Linked DNA regions of Mus musculus: regions 2 and 3 are each linked to region 1. A link is a contact called in public HiChIP or PLAC-seq and capture Hi-C data. All regions are on one chromosome and are shown on one strand. The core of a region is the stretch at or near the end of the contact, and the rest is flanking DNA. Distances in the headings are between cores, read along the strand shown.

Region 1 (4,402 bases), core at 91-2,590:
TGCTTCCCCTAGCTCAACAAAACAGAGCAGGTGAAGCACTGTGAATATCCTTAACTGAAAGTTGTCAAAGGAATGCCAGTCAGCAGTGAAAATGGGGGAAACAGGCTGGCAGAAGATACTCTACGACCCGGGCAGGCTGCTTGTGTTGGTAAATGGGGGTCTCAGTGCATGGTTGTTAGGGAAGAAGATTGGCTGGACTTTGAATTTTTTTTTTAGAAATAAAACAAAGGAAGGAGACATTTTAGCAGGCAGGCTGCAGAGCCAAGGCTCTTCTGTGTGTGTGATCTGGCATTAGGAAGAGTTCCATTTCTTACAAGCATTTGGCCCTTTGTGAATGTGGCATTGGGTGCTTTGGATTTGTTGGGAACACAGTGACTCGGGCTGACACAAGGACATACGCGTGCTTTGTAAATTATAGAGCACCTTGCACATGAGGAGTAGGATGAGCCTGAGGCGCGTGGAGAAGGGCCACGGGTACGGCTTCCATGTCGAATCTGCTCCTCAGTAACACAGCTCCGGGGTCACTGAGAAAACACACTTAAGTTTCCAACGGAAGTATTACAGACTATGGACTGTAGAACCAGAGAAAAAGAGAAGGGGATTTTTATGGCTTAGTAAAAACACCCTAAAATCAAACAATTTTTTTAAATCCCCACCACCACACCGCGGCATTAAGAATCTACAAATCCTTTCACATATGCCATCTAGTTGATGTTCCAGAAGCAGAAGGGGATTGATTGTTTCTCCTCTTCTAGAAGAGGAAGAAACAAGGTCCAGGGAGGCCAAGGGATTGGTGGGTAGCCAGCTGATGAGCCATCACAGTAGCTTGGGCTTGATCGCAGCAGGACTTCCATCCATGTGGCTGCTAACCTTTGATGAACATTGTTTCCCAGATCGAGATGGGGAAGACTGAGGGTCAGGGTGGAGAGAGAGCTGAGAGGGGCCGGAGCAACTAGAGTTGTGAATCCTGGGCTGGGTTTGCATTGGTAGGGGCTGGGAAAGCATGAGGCTCAGGGAAGAGACATCATGGACAGGCAACTGGCTTGGTTGCGGCTACTCCTGTTACTCAGAGTTTTATCCCAAGTCAGGCAAGCTGCTGCTGGCTTTCTATGTAGAATCTCATTTAATTAATAATAACTAATAGTAAGTGCTATTATTTTCTAGGATTCGGACTCCAAGTTAGGTCAGAGAAGTTACATATGCAACTTGCCCAAAGTCACATATTTTTGAGGTGACGCCTGGATTAGAAGTCTGCTGGTGAGAAACCTGAATGTATGACCACTGTGTTGCCTGAGAGTTGTGGGTTCATTCATGTGTGGAGAAAGGTTCATTCATGTGTGGAGAAGTGAGTGTATGAAGGTTGATTGGTGCCACTCAGAGAAGCTCTCAAGTGGCAGATTAAGGAGTTCTGGTCCTGGTCCTGTGGGCCTTCTCTCTCAGAATGAATCACTTACAGTGGATGCCTGCGTGGCCATTGCCGTGTGGCTGGCATAGCTCTTCCACTGCCTCACCCTCTTTGGAGGGTGTGTGTTACAGCCTCCGCCCTTCCATTTTCTTTTGAAAATAAATTAAAAGTTATTTAAGAGCCTCTTTTTGGCCTTGTAAATTCCAGAGTCCCTCTTGCCTAGAGATTGTCGAGGGGGCCTATGAAGATGCCCAGGGGGCAGGCTTTGGCGCAGTTGATTGGCCAGCAGTTCCTGCCAGGCAGTCCCTGGGGAATGTTCTTGTTGGCACCGCTGCCTGACTACACAGGCCCATGAACAGACCATGTGGTTGGAGAAACTCCCGTGGGGCCTTTCTGGAGAAAAGCGCATTGCTGAGCGAAAAATCTCAAGCCCCTCCATCAGGCCGACATGGGAACAGCTTCTCCGTGCCCAGGCAGGTAGTTATCACTGGCACCACAGGGCCTGCTTGGACGCCTCTCTGGCTTCACACATCAGAGCAAAGGCAGTGCTGGGATCTGGATGTTTGCCTGGCCTTCAGCTAAGCAGTGGATATGCTGTGATGGATCCAGGGTGGCCAGGTAATCCCGTATTAGATGCAACGGCACATATTAGATGCAATGGCACATATTAATCTATGTGCTGCTGCTCTGTTCTTCATAAGGATTGTTTGTATCTGTGAGCTCATCCAATTCTCCCACAAAAATCCTGGGAAATACAAGTTATGTTCTGAACTTGAACAGTGAGCCTCAGAGAACATCTCTTAAGGGCTTGGGTCAAATCTTTGCTGTACTAAACCAGTTTCTTCCCCTGAAAATGAGTATCTGGGTGAAACTGGATGTTAAAGACTCCCTGGTTGATCCTGTGTAGTGCTTATGGGTTCTGTGCCTCTGGTTTCTCGAGACATTGTATGGGAAGCACTCACTCAGTCCAGAGAGCAGGGCTGGTCAGCGCTGTTAGTGGTGGTCAAGTTCTAGGCAGTGGTTCAGTTGCTGCTGTTGCTGCTGCTCCATCCCTTGGTGGCTTCCTGATACTTCGCTCCATCTTTAAGAATAGACCCCATGTCACAGACTCAGGCACACCTTGTGCTCCCTGATGTGAGCCCCCATAGTTTACCATACTAGTCAGGCAGCCGACCGAAATGACTAGAAGAGGTTGCCTGTCTGGCTCTGTAGAGATTTCAATGGGTCGGTGAAGTTATGTGAAAGAGATTGCGTTCACAAACACCGTTGTAGCATGTAAGCAACAATGGTCGCTACAAATCCTGGCCAAAGCAAGAAAAGGGGAATGGCCTTGGAAGGCAGCTTGTCCGTGATTGCTTCACTCTGGTTTCCACACTAAAAATGGGTCAGTCACTGTGTCTTCAAAGGAGTGGACAGTTATCCTACAGTCCTATGCTCTGACCAGATGTCTTTTGTTTGCCAGGAGTGTCCAGAGAAATAGAGCCATAGAGTATAGAATATATATGTACGCACACACACACACACACACACACACACACACACACACACACTATGGTTCAAACATAATCCACAAAATATATGCTTTGAAAACTTAATTCTAGTGCAACAGAATTAAGGTGAGAGGTGGGACCTTTGAGGGGCAGTTGGGGCCCAAGGGCTGTGCCCTCATGGATAGATTAATGCTGATTACAAAGGCGCTTTAATGATAAGAATTCTCTCCTTGATGTTCTGCCTTCTGCCATGGGATGAGCCAGCAAGTAGTGCCCTCCTTAAATTCCGTGACCTTGGGCTTCCTAGCCTTCAGAATTGTTAGCAGTAGATCTCTGTTTCTTATCAGTTGCCTGGTATCAGGTACTATGTTATTGAAACACAAAATGGGCTGAGTTGGTAGTGCATACAGCAGGGGGAATGGTGGAAGGAGGGAAGGGAAGGGAAGGGAAGGGAAGGGAAGGGAAGGGAAGGGAAGGGAAGGGAAGGAAGGAAGAAGAGAGAGGGAAAGACAGAGAGAGGGATGGGGTGGAGAGAGAGAGAGAGAGATTTTTTAAAAAGGAAACCATTAAGTGTTGATGTGGCGGATTCGAACCCAAAATCTATATATCCCACCAGTAATGGAACTCAGGCAGAACTCAGTAGTGCTTGTGTTGTCGAAAGGCAGAACTGTTTCTTTAGGGAACCTGCATCTTCACTTCTTAGGCCTTCAGTTGACTCCATGGGATCTACCTACATCAGAAAGATCAATTGCCTGTCATTAAAGTCTGTTGCTTGAAATGTTACAATACCTTCACAAACACTTCACAGCATTTTCTCGAATAGTATTTGACTGAAGGACTGGGGACTATAGCTTAGCCAATCGCTACATAGGTTGGTCAGCATGATGTCCATTGCGTGTTCCTGCCTGCTTCTTCCAGCAAGTGACTAGACTTTATTTTGTGCACCTTCTTGAATCTAGCTGGACTTGTAACTTGCTTTGACCCCGGAAGTATGCAACAGAGCTGTGTTTTGAGCTTTAGGAAGCCTTTAATGAGGCTTTGCTTTCATTCGGAGAAAACAGATATTTCATGTAAAGAAGCCAAGAGCCCCTGTGCATGGAGGGAGGTTCAGGAGAAACAGACTCCACAAAGTAGGGAGTGGTCCTCACAGAGCCCTGCAGCATCTTTGGTCCTCAGAATTGGGTACAAAGAGACTGGTGGTATTTAAATTACTAAGATTTATAGTGGTTTAATATGCAGAAAACTGGTAAGGGATTATATTCACTTTTAGCTGATACATGAAATAAGATAGACTGGTACCCATGAATTCACAAATATTGAGAAAATAGTTTTTCAGCCAATACTCAGGGCATTTTTCTGAGTTAGAAACAGCCTACATTTGGATCCAGGCTTGGATCTGATCTTCAAGCTTTCTGGACATTGGCTTCCAAAGCTGTAGAAGCAAATATGCAATATTGCGAGCGTTAAAGGAGACATGAATGCCAAGCGTGGGTGTCATGGGGTGGGG
Region 2 (4,257 bases), core at 440-2,939, 940 kb after region 1:
ATCCAATAACAATTGATCACGGAGCCTTGTGTGTGCAGTTCTGTGCCTAGTATTGAGTGGTCAGAGATCCATTAAAGAACTGTTTCTTCACATTCAAAGTGATTTTCAAAATACCTGGAAAGACATCCTTTGGGATGTTTTGGCTGGGCATAATGGTGCCCATGCCTTTAACACAACATTCAGGACTGGCAGAGGCTGGAAGATCCTTATGAGTTCAAGACCAGACTAGACTATGTAGTAAACTCTAGGCCAACCAAGGTGACATTGTGAGACCCTGTCTCAAAGAAAAAAGAGGAAGACTGTTAAATTCAGGTCAGGGTTGGGTACAGATGAGCGGGATCTAGACACGGACACAGGCCAAGGTTCGCAGCAAGACAGTCAAGATTCTTAAGGATGGGCAGACGCGTGTGCACAGAGAAGCCAGCATGTGCGTAGGTAGGAGTCTGGAGAAGTGTATATCATGTTCCGGAAATTCTTCCCACAGAATGCTGACCCTCAGCAGAGGATCTGGTTTCTAAGCCTTTCCTGCCCCCTACTATTGTTTACTCTACACATTTGAAATCAAACAGATCTGGGCTGAGGTCCCAGCTCCACCATCTCACGGTGAGAGCTGAGGTCAGGGCTTTGTCTCGCTTCTCTCCAACATCCAGCCTGTCACCATCCCTGGCCGTTGGTGGCAAAGATTCCACAAGATGTGTGTGCAAACATCCCCAACATGGCTAGTGGCTGCACAAGAAGGGCAAGGGTGGTTTTCTATGTTGATGGTGTTTTTAGGAGATAAGTAGAAGAGGGGGAAAGAACAGGTGAGAGAGCAGCACAGGGCCTGCCAGGGAGCAGAACACACTGTTACTCCCTGGGAGCCTCTAAGGCAGGAGAAAGGTCACTCTTCGGAAAGAACAGACGTTCATGCCGTGCATGCTACATCCTGCCTCCTGTAGTTCCCCTGCCTGGCTGTGCTGGTTTGCTCTTCTGTCAAGTGAAGAAGTGACCCTCATCTGCTGCTGAGTGTTGAGGCTGTGTCGGAACTCACAGGGCTTTGAGAAGGATGACGGGGAAGCACCCTGGCCGAGTCACATGTCTGTCACTGTCTGCATAGTTGTGCCAGGCCAGGCTGCTGGGCCCCATGCTTCTTGTTCAGTGATGTCCCTGTGCCTCCTCTTGAGTTGTTTATCACTTACAGGTTTTTTTTTCCTTTTGCCTCCCATCCTTAATGTTTCCCAGAAGGCTCTCTTGAAGACACTAGTTGTCTTAGACAGGGTTTCTATTCCTGCACAAACATCATGACCAAGAAGCAAGTTGGGGAGGAAAGGGTTTAATCGGCTTACACTTCCATGCTGCTGTTCATCACCAAAGGAAGTCAGGACTGGAACTCAAGCAGGTCAGAAAGCAGAAGCTGATGCAGAGGTCATGGAGAGATATTCTTTACTGGCTTGCCTCCCCTGGCTTGCTCAGCCTGCTCGCTTATAGAACCCAAGACTACCAGCCCAGAGATGGTCCCACCCACAAGGGGCCTTCCCCACTTGATCACTAATTGAGAAAATGCCTTACAGTTGGATCTCATGGAGGCATTTCCTCAACTGAAGCTCCTGTCTCTGTGATAACTCCAGCTGTGTCAAGTTGACACAAAACTAGCCCGTACACAGTCTAGAGTGATCTCATGCCCTGGAGATGTTGTAAGACTTGGCCACATCATAGGATAGCCAGACTCTTCTACCTTCCCCTGCCCTGTTCCTTTCTCACCTCCCAGCAAGGGCTATCTGGTCTACCATTTCCCCTCTGCCATTATTCTCACAGGGAAGCCTCTGGCCCCAACCCCCCACCTACTTCAAATCTGGCCTAACTCTCATGCAACAGTCCAGGCCACCTGGATGGTGCGCTCTGCCATGATGATTTCGGTTCCTCAAATGTGCCAAGCTGTACCTTCCTTTTTCTTCGTTCTTCAGGCCTCAGTTGTGTTACTACCTCTTTGGCTTTTGCCTCCAACTCCGTTCAGGTTCAGTTCACCAATGTGTATTCCTTCTGCAGCCTGTGACTCCCCTACCCACCCCCAATTCTAGCTCAAATCATTGCTGAAATTGCTTGGTCTGTGCCTTTCTCTCCCTCTCAATGAAATGCATATAGCTCGGGCTTGTCTCTCACTTTTCAGAGTTCTACATCACCCCAGCTTAGTGTCTCCCAGGGCTGGCCTATGAATGATCTGCTCCTGCTGCTTGCATGGCTTCGACCCTGGGATCCTGACTAAGGGTGACAAGGGAATAAGGATAAGACAGACAGACACACAGAAAAGCTGGGATAGGGTAGACTGGGCTTTCCAATGAAGAAGCCACAGCACCTTAGAAGTTCAGCATGTTTGTTATATATAGTTGAACAGGGAGGCAAGTTTGTTGTCTAAAGCTGAAAATGCAGCTTTTATTGTGTACAGAATTAGGAAGGCAGGCTTAGCTGATCTCAGTAGGAGCAGTCTTCAGGCTGTGAGTATCTGGGAGGAGAAAGTGGATGTTTTCTATAAAGTCAACATTCACACTCAGACCCTGAGGCCGGCCTTATCATCCATCCCACACCAGGTGAGGGCTTTCACACTCCCTTGGGGATGCAGCATGGCCATGGCCATGCCCATGCCCACAATACACATTCTCTCCAGACTTCACATGTTCCCTACAGACTATCACAAGACCATCCTAGACTGGAGAGTTGACTCAGGGGTTAAGAGTACTGGCTGCTCTTCCAGAGGTCCTGAGTTCAAATCTCAGCACCCACATGGTGACTCACAAGGCCATGCTATTTTCAATGTGTCACCACTCACCAGCTCCTAACAGAGAATCAACAAATGTTGTCACCAACACATTGGGTCCACAATATTTCTTCATGGCTACTATGCATCTGATGATGCCTGACTCACTGGAATCAGATACCCAGAGAGCGAGGCTAGCAATCTGTGCTTGGACAAGCATGCTACACAATGCTAATACACTTTCAAGTTCAAGGACCGCGGGACCAGACAATCCCATGCCCTTAAAACAGAAAGGATGGGTAGCACAGTGCTTCCTTTAGCTCCAGAATTCTCCAGAAATACACCCAGGGCTTCCATCATGATACACATTGACTCTTTCCTCCAGCACAGATTACACTGCAGTTGGTGAGTAGACTTGGGAGGCAGGATGACTTACCAATTATCCATTTCTTTAACTTCCCAGATTGAAAAGTGGAGTCGATGCTGTGTGTGTTTCGCGGCTCACTCCAAACCCACCTGAGTTTGAATATGGGCTCATTTGTTCTTTGCAAGAATGAAAATAAAGGTTGGCAAAGGTTTAGGTAAAAGAAGAAAATAGCAGAGAATCCCAGGACCCAGCTCTGCCTAGAGGGCATGGTGGTGGTCCATAGACCCTCTCTCAAGGTGCGTGGCTCCCAACTCTGCTAGAGGAGCCTAAGGAAGGCACTCCTTGCTGGGCTGGGACCGGCACAGGCTGGGTTGCTCCAGCAAGAAGCACGCGTGGTTTATGTTGTATGCAGCAATCTTTGTGGGAGCTAGAGTTTAAAGAGAAAAACCATGACATGGTCAATCACCCTTCTCAGAAAGAAGGGCCTCAGGAAAGGGGATTTGGGGCTGCTGCCTTTATCAAAAGTCAGAAACAAAGGGAAGACTCTGTGCTTCTTAAGAAAACAAACTTTGCGTTTGGGATTTTAACTTTAAGTCTAGAGAGAGGGCGGAAAGATCAGTGGATACCTGAGGAGCCCACCTGGGACTCAAGACAATGGTAGGAGGCACACTGTCTACAGAACCTCCCTGGTGTTCCTGCTGTGTGACATGAAGGGACCCACCTGCCACTTGAGTTTACCCCATCCTCAACTTAAAATAATAACTATCTATCTCACCGGGCAGACTCTATATACACACGGGGAAACCCAGTGTTCTGGTAAGGCATACTAGAGAAAAGAGAAACTTTTCATATGTAGACAAGCCAGGGGGAAATGTTGTTCAACAGTAATCTAGCAGCATCATACTGTGGGAAGAATATGGATTTAAAATCTTAAGAGATTGGCTACAAAGCACACCTTCACTTCTTCCCAGCTCTGTGGCCTCATGGATTCTCTGAAAAGTTCACTTTGTCATCTGCAAAATAGGGGTAAAAGTACTCCCCCCCCACCATGAAATGGGGCAAAGGCCAATGCTGATAGTCTCTTTCAATACCCTCTGTAAATAGACTGAACCAGATACAATAGCCACGCCCACCCACCTGGGCTTGTGGAACCCCAGTC
Region 3 (4,520 bases), core at 1,832-4,331, 970 kb after region 1:
CAGCATCCGTTCTTTCCCTGACTGAGACAGACCATCCTGTTTCCCAATGGCTGACCACCAAATTATTGCATGCAGTTGTCAAGCCTGAGAATAAAGGAGTGGTACTTTTTGGAAATATGACAGTCTAAGCACTTTTCCACAAAAGCAGGTTAAACCCCCAGATGTATTCAAGTCACTTTGAGCATAGCCAGAATATGCAAAGCACCACCCAGTCCCCAAGGCACCCAAATGAACAAACCATGTGTAAACCTGTTTCCCCTGCCTCTTTCTGCCTTTCTGTTAGTCCAGCTTACAAAACAAAACAAACAAACAAACAAACAAACAAACAAACAACAAAGCCTGTCCCTCTCTCTGCATTAGGGTCACACTCCTTTTCACCTGGCTACTACATCAGTCATCTAGCTCCTCCCTGCCACTCTATAGCTCCTTGACTTTGACCCTTCCCTGCCACTCTATAGCTCCTTGACTTTGATCCTCTCCTGCCCAGCACACACATACCTCATATAGCTCAGACTCCGCATAGGTGCTCACACTCCACAAGAACTCATTGCTGTTATTCACAGTTGGACAAATGCACTGCCCTCTCTCAGGCCCACGTACTCTAGGGTTATTCTGTCATAAAAACATTTCTCATCCTCAAATCCATCTACCCAGCACGTCCTTTTTTATTTCTATTTGGTTGGCCATAACAAATCCCTAGTCTAGTTGATTTAAAAGCAAACCTTTATTTTCTCCAGGACCATGAGCTCCACCCCGGTGGTGGTGTTGGGAACTGGTTCCTTGAGAGCATTCTGCTCCACCTTTCAGCAGCTGCCTCCTCTGTATCCTTCCATGGTCTTTCCTCTCTAGGACTACGTCTTTGGGACTTCTTTTTTCTTTGAGCAGGATTAAGGGTCCTTAAATAAAAATCCACTTCAAAATCTCATTCCACTTTAACTATCTAAAACCTCTATTGCAAAATATAGTTGCATTATGAACTGGGGCAGGTGATGGTGCAGGGATCTTAAGCCCTAACTCTTCTACCATAGTTGTTCACTCCCTGTGTTAAGATCATGTATTTTCACACCTGATTTTCCTCCAGTGGTTTCTGAAGGCCTTGAGCTACCTCTGTCCCCAAAGTTCCCTATGCAATACTCCAGGTTTCGTGAGACCCTGAAATTAGAATGTACAGTGGGCTCCCATTAAGAAAATTATTAAAAATTAAGTATGGAATGAAATAATAGGGGGGAAATAGTGTGAAAAGGAAGACATGTGCAAGCAAGGGACCCTGGACTTTCGGTTTCAGATCCTCATGGTTCTGCCTCTTGGCTTTAGGCTCGTGAAAGAGTAACACTCCTTAACACCAGCAGCCTGTTGTTTCTGTTTTCTCTCCCTCTCCAAGTAATTTAACCAGTAAAGTCAGTCTTGCTTGAAAAGAAGAATAAAAGAAAACATTATGGAAAAGTACTAGGCCTGTATACTGCTAATCGACAATCATACTGTAGGTTTACAGGAATCAGGATCACCTAGGGACTCTTGTGCCAAGTGGACACTATGAAAACCACATCAAAAGCATCCATCACTATAAGGATTAATGAGCATTTCAGTGTCCACTTGGCTATGACTAAAATCCAGAGCCCTAGAAACTAGAGATAAGCTTTGTGTGGTGACTGCTGGCAAGCTGGAGCTGGGGTGGCAGCCTTCCACCTATTCCACCCCCTCCCCCGACTCATCAGCTCCTTCTTCACCTGTCACTCAGGCTCTCTGGCTTCATCCAGCGACAGTGGGACTCTACCTTTCACAGTGACAAGCTCAGAAAAGATGTAACACAGTAAGAAGCTCTGATGTCTACAGATTGGATCTGACTCCAATTCCTCCCCTGAGAGCAGATGAGAAGGTGTTGGGTAGACAGTTTCAATATCTGTACTTCTGGGCTCATGCTACCCTGCCTGCAAGGTTTCAACTGTCTTCAAAATGTCACCAGGTGACCTGGGAATATATCCAACCTTTGTTTCCTAGTGTTCTGTACAGCATTCTGAACCCAGTGAAGAAGGGGTTCCCCCTGTTAACTTCCTGTAGGCAGACTAGGGCCACGGAATTGCTACTCTACAATTTGTGTGTAGAAAGAACACAGTGCTTCCTAAAGGGCACGGTGGAAGGCATGGTGTCTGGCATCTGAGGTAGTTCAGTGAGGACCAGTGCCCTATTAACGAATCTTTGCCAAAAGAGCCCAGAAGCAAAGGTCGGGAGACTAGAAACAGGTGATGGCTGGACTCTCAAAAGGAAAACAGTTCAACATTGGCTGATGTCCTAAATGTTTTTAAGTAAAGAATAATAAAATATCTTTAAGAGAAGAGAGAAAAATTTACACAGAGACAACAGAGAGACAGAGACTAAGACAGGATATAGAGGGGAGGGGGAGAGGGGAGGGGGGAGGGAGAGGGGGAGGAGGAGGGAGAGGGACACACCTCTTGGAAACACCTCCTGGCAGTGAGAGAGTAGAAGACAGGAAAGCCCCAGACACTTGAGATGACTTCCCAATGACAAAGGCAGCATACTTATCTCCTGCTTGATACTCCCTCCTTCTTCTCCAGGGAGTGGGGAGCTGCTGGGCTCTGAGGGCCCCTGGTCAGCTGTTGAAGAGTGGTGCTGTCACCAAACACTGTCACCAAACAACCTCAAATCATGTTAGGCTTCAGTCCCCTCCAACTTAAAGCTGAAGAGCCGGTCCTCTAGCATAGCTTGAACTGCTCACCCCAATCAATTAAGAGCACTCCCATCATAAACCCCAAATAAGTTTGCTTGGCCTGACCTTGGCAATCTAGTTAAAGAAACATCACTCCTCTTGAAGGGATCTATCATGTTTTAATGGCTCACACCGGGGCAGAGGAATTTAGAGTTGGGCTGTACCACAGCTCTGGAATGCCAGCATTGAGAGTCCAACCTACATGACTGATGAGAAAACCAGGGGTCAGAGGGATTTGTCTCCAGATCCTGATTTTGTTATTATACTGTTTAGAAGAATCCCTAACACCAGTCTGTGCACTGCCTTCCCACCCGCGGCAGTGTTGGTGGTTGACTGCAGAGGTTCAGCAGGAGCTTGGCCAGTTTCATTTTCACTTCATATCTGATGTGTAACCAGTGACTTCATCTACCTGAGCCTCAATTAGCCTCCTTTGGGCAAGATTCTACCCTTCAGGTGATACAGTGATAGCATTTACATCTCTGAGTATCTCCAAGATAAAGGGAGACGGTACTTTTAATATTTAATAAGCCTTCCTGCCTGCCTGCCTTTTCTCCTTCCTTCCTTCCCTACTTCCTTCCCCACTCCTTTTCTTCCTAAATACTGAATAGGGACTCTGGCAATGAAAAGAAGCAAGCATGGCAAAAGGTTCTCGCTGAAAGAAAGCTAACCTCTAAATATGCTTCAAGATTTTTCTTGAGAGGACTTCTCCAGTTGTACCCCCTGATCCATTCATTTCTTTGCAGTCACAGGTCTTGCTAGTACAGATTATTAAGCACCCCCTCTTAATCAGGTTCTCAGCACCCCTGCCTGATATACAGATGTACTGTTTTGCCCCCAAGGGAACTGTAGAAAACTGCTGTAAAGGCAAGGAGGAAAACACCCACCACAAGCATGAAATATATGTAAATAATTAAAGCATTCAGAACGCAGATAGAAAAAGGGACTGTGGCTACATCAGGGGCCAGCAACGAGAGAATCAGAGGGGGAAACCCCAGGCGTAGTTCTTGATTAAAACAAACAGAAATGTTAAAAGTAAGTAAAATTTTGGTTAGGGCAAACCAATTCTGGGGGTTAAGCTCTTGGAAGACTCTCTTGTGTAGCAACTGTTGATTTACTCTAGGTTTTGGAATCAGCAAGTTTGTTGGGGAAAGATATAGTATGAAGTTGGACTGTGTGTGGGGGGGAGGGGACAAGGGAGAATTAAGGGGTGGAAAAGAAAGGAGAGAATACATAGGAAGAAATATATGGGAAGAACTGAAGTATATTGCCTCCAGTTTACACTTGTAAATCCCAGTCTGGGTTCCTTCACTGAGAATATTCCCTGAAAAAGAAAAGAGGGCAGGGGAGAAGAGAGGAAGACAGCAGCATGCAGATGGGATGAAGGAGAGGAGGTGGGCAAGGAGAGATGTAGTAGGGGATGAAGAAAAGGGAAGGGAGAAAGAAGGAAGATACTCTCAAGGATGGTAAATACCTAGAGGATGGAATGCCTGCCAAATGGGACAGAATAAGATGCAGCATCAGGATCTATAGGCAGCTGTGTCTGACTGCAATGATGTCCCTGCAATGAGTCCTCATCACCAGCTAGGCATCATGGGAGCATATATTCAAAGAGCCAAGGATCTTCCAGGTGCCCAGTGAGTCCCACCAGTCTGTAGGGTTATCTGCTCTAGATTAGCTTCTGGTACTGTTGACCACATCACCATGGACAAATCACACACTGCCTCTGTGTCCCGAGTTGCTTCTTCTGCCTAATGGGTTCATCATATCTTCACCAAACAAAGGAGATTGGGTTATC

What was found. HiChIP or PLAC-seq counts read pairs in DNA pulled down with a chosen protein or histone mark. Capture Hi-C pulls out chosen DNA fragments and counts their contacts.
Region 2: a capture Hi-C map of embryonic stem cells shows a contact between it and region 1, with 4 times the contacts expected there. The contact joins two enhancer-like sites. A contact is called at or near these places in 1 of 15 datasets of contacts at CTCF or cohesin (large pre-B cells), 1 of 484 Hi-C or Micro-C datasets (myocytes), 3 of 115 datasets of contacts at active chromatin or transcription factors (embryonic stem cells, fibro-adipogenic progenitors and large pre-B cells) and 1 of 9 other capture datasets (embryonic stem cells).
Region 3: a contact with region 1 is called in an H3K27ac HiChIP or PLAC-seq map of large pre-B cells, with 7 times the contacts expected there. The contact joins two enhancer-like sites. A contact is called at or near these places in 1 of 15 datasets of contacts at CTCF or cohesin (embryonic stem cells), 3 of 115 datasets of contacts at active chromatin or transcription factors (embryonic forebrain, embryonic hindbrain and large pre-B cells) and 1 of 9 other capture datasets (embryonic stem cells).

Annotation. Positions count from the first base shown.
Region 1 is chr4:106,218,224-106,222,625 of GRCm38.p6, reverse strand. No RefSeq gene overlaps it. Among named protein-coding and RNA genes, the nearest start is that of Gm12724, 17 kb to the left of the region's middle. Within about 2 kb of position 1,340, at least 14 of the 459 cell types and tissues checked have an H3K27ac peak or open chromatin away from gene starts, as enhancers often do.
Region 2 is chr4:105,283,248-105,287,504 of GRCm38.p6, reverse strand. No RefSeq gene overlaps it. Among named protein-coding and RNA genes, the nearest start is that of Gm40217, 34 kb to the left of the region's middle. Within about 2 kb of position 1,689, at least 32 of the 459 cell types and tissues checked have an H3K27ac peak or open chromatin away from gene starts, as enhancers often do.
Region 3 is chr4:105,251,327-105,255,846 of GRCm38.p6, reverse strand. No RefSeq gene overlaps it. Among named protein-coding and RNA genes, the nearest start is that of Gm40217, 66 kb to the left of the region's middle. Within about 2 kb of position 3,081, at least 19 of the 459 cell types and tissues checked have an H3K27ac peak or open chromatin away from gene starts, as enhancers often do.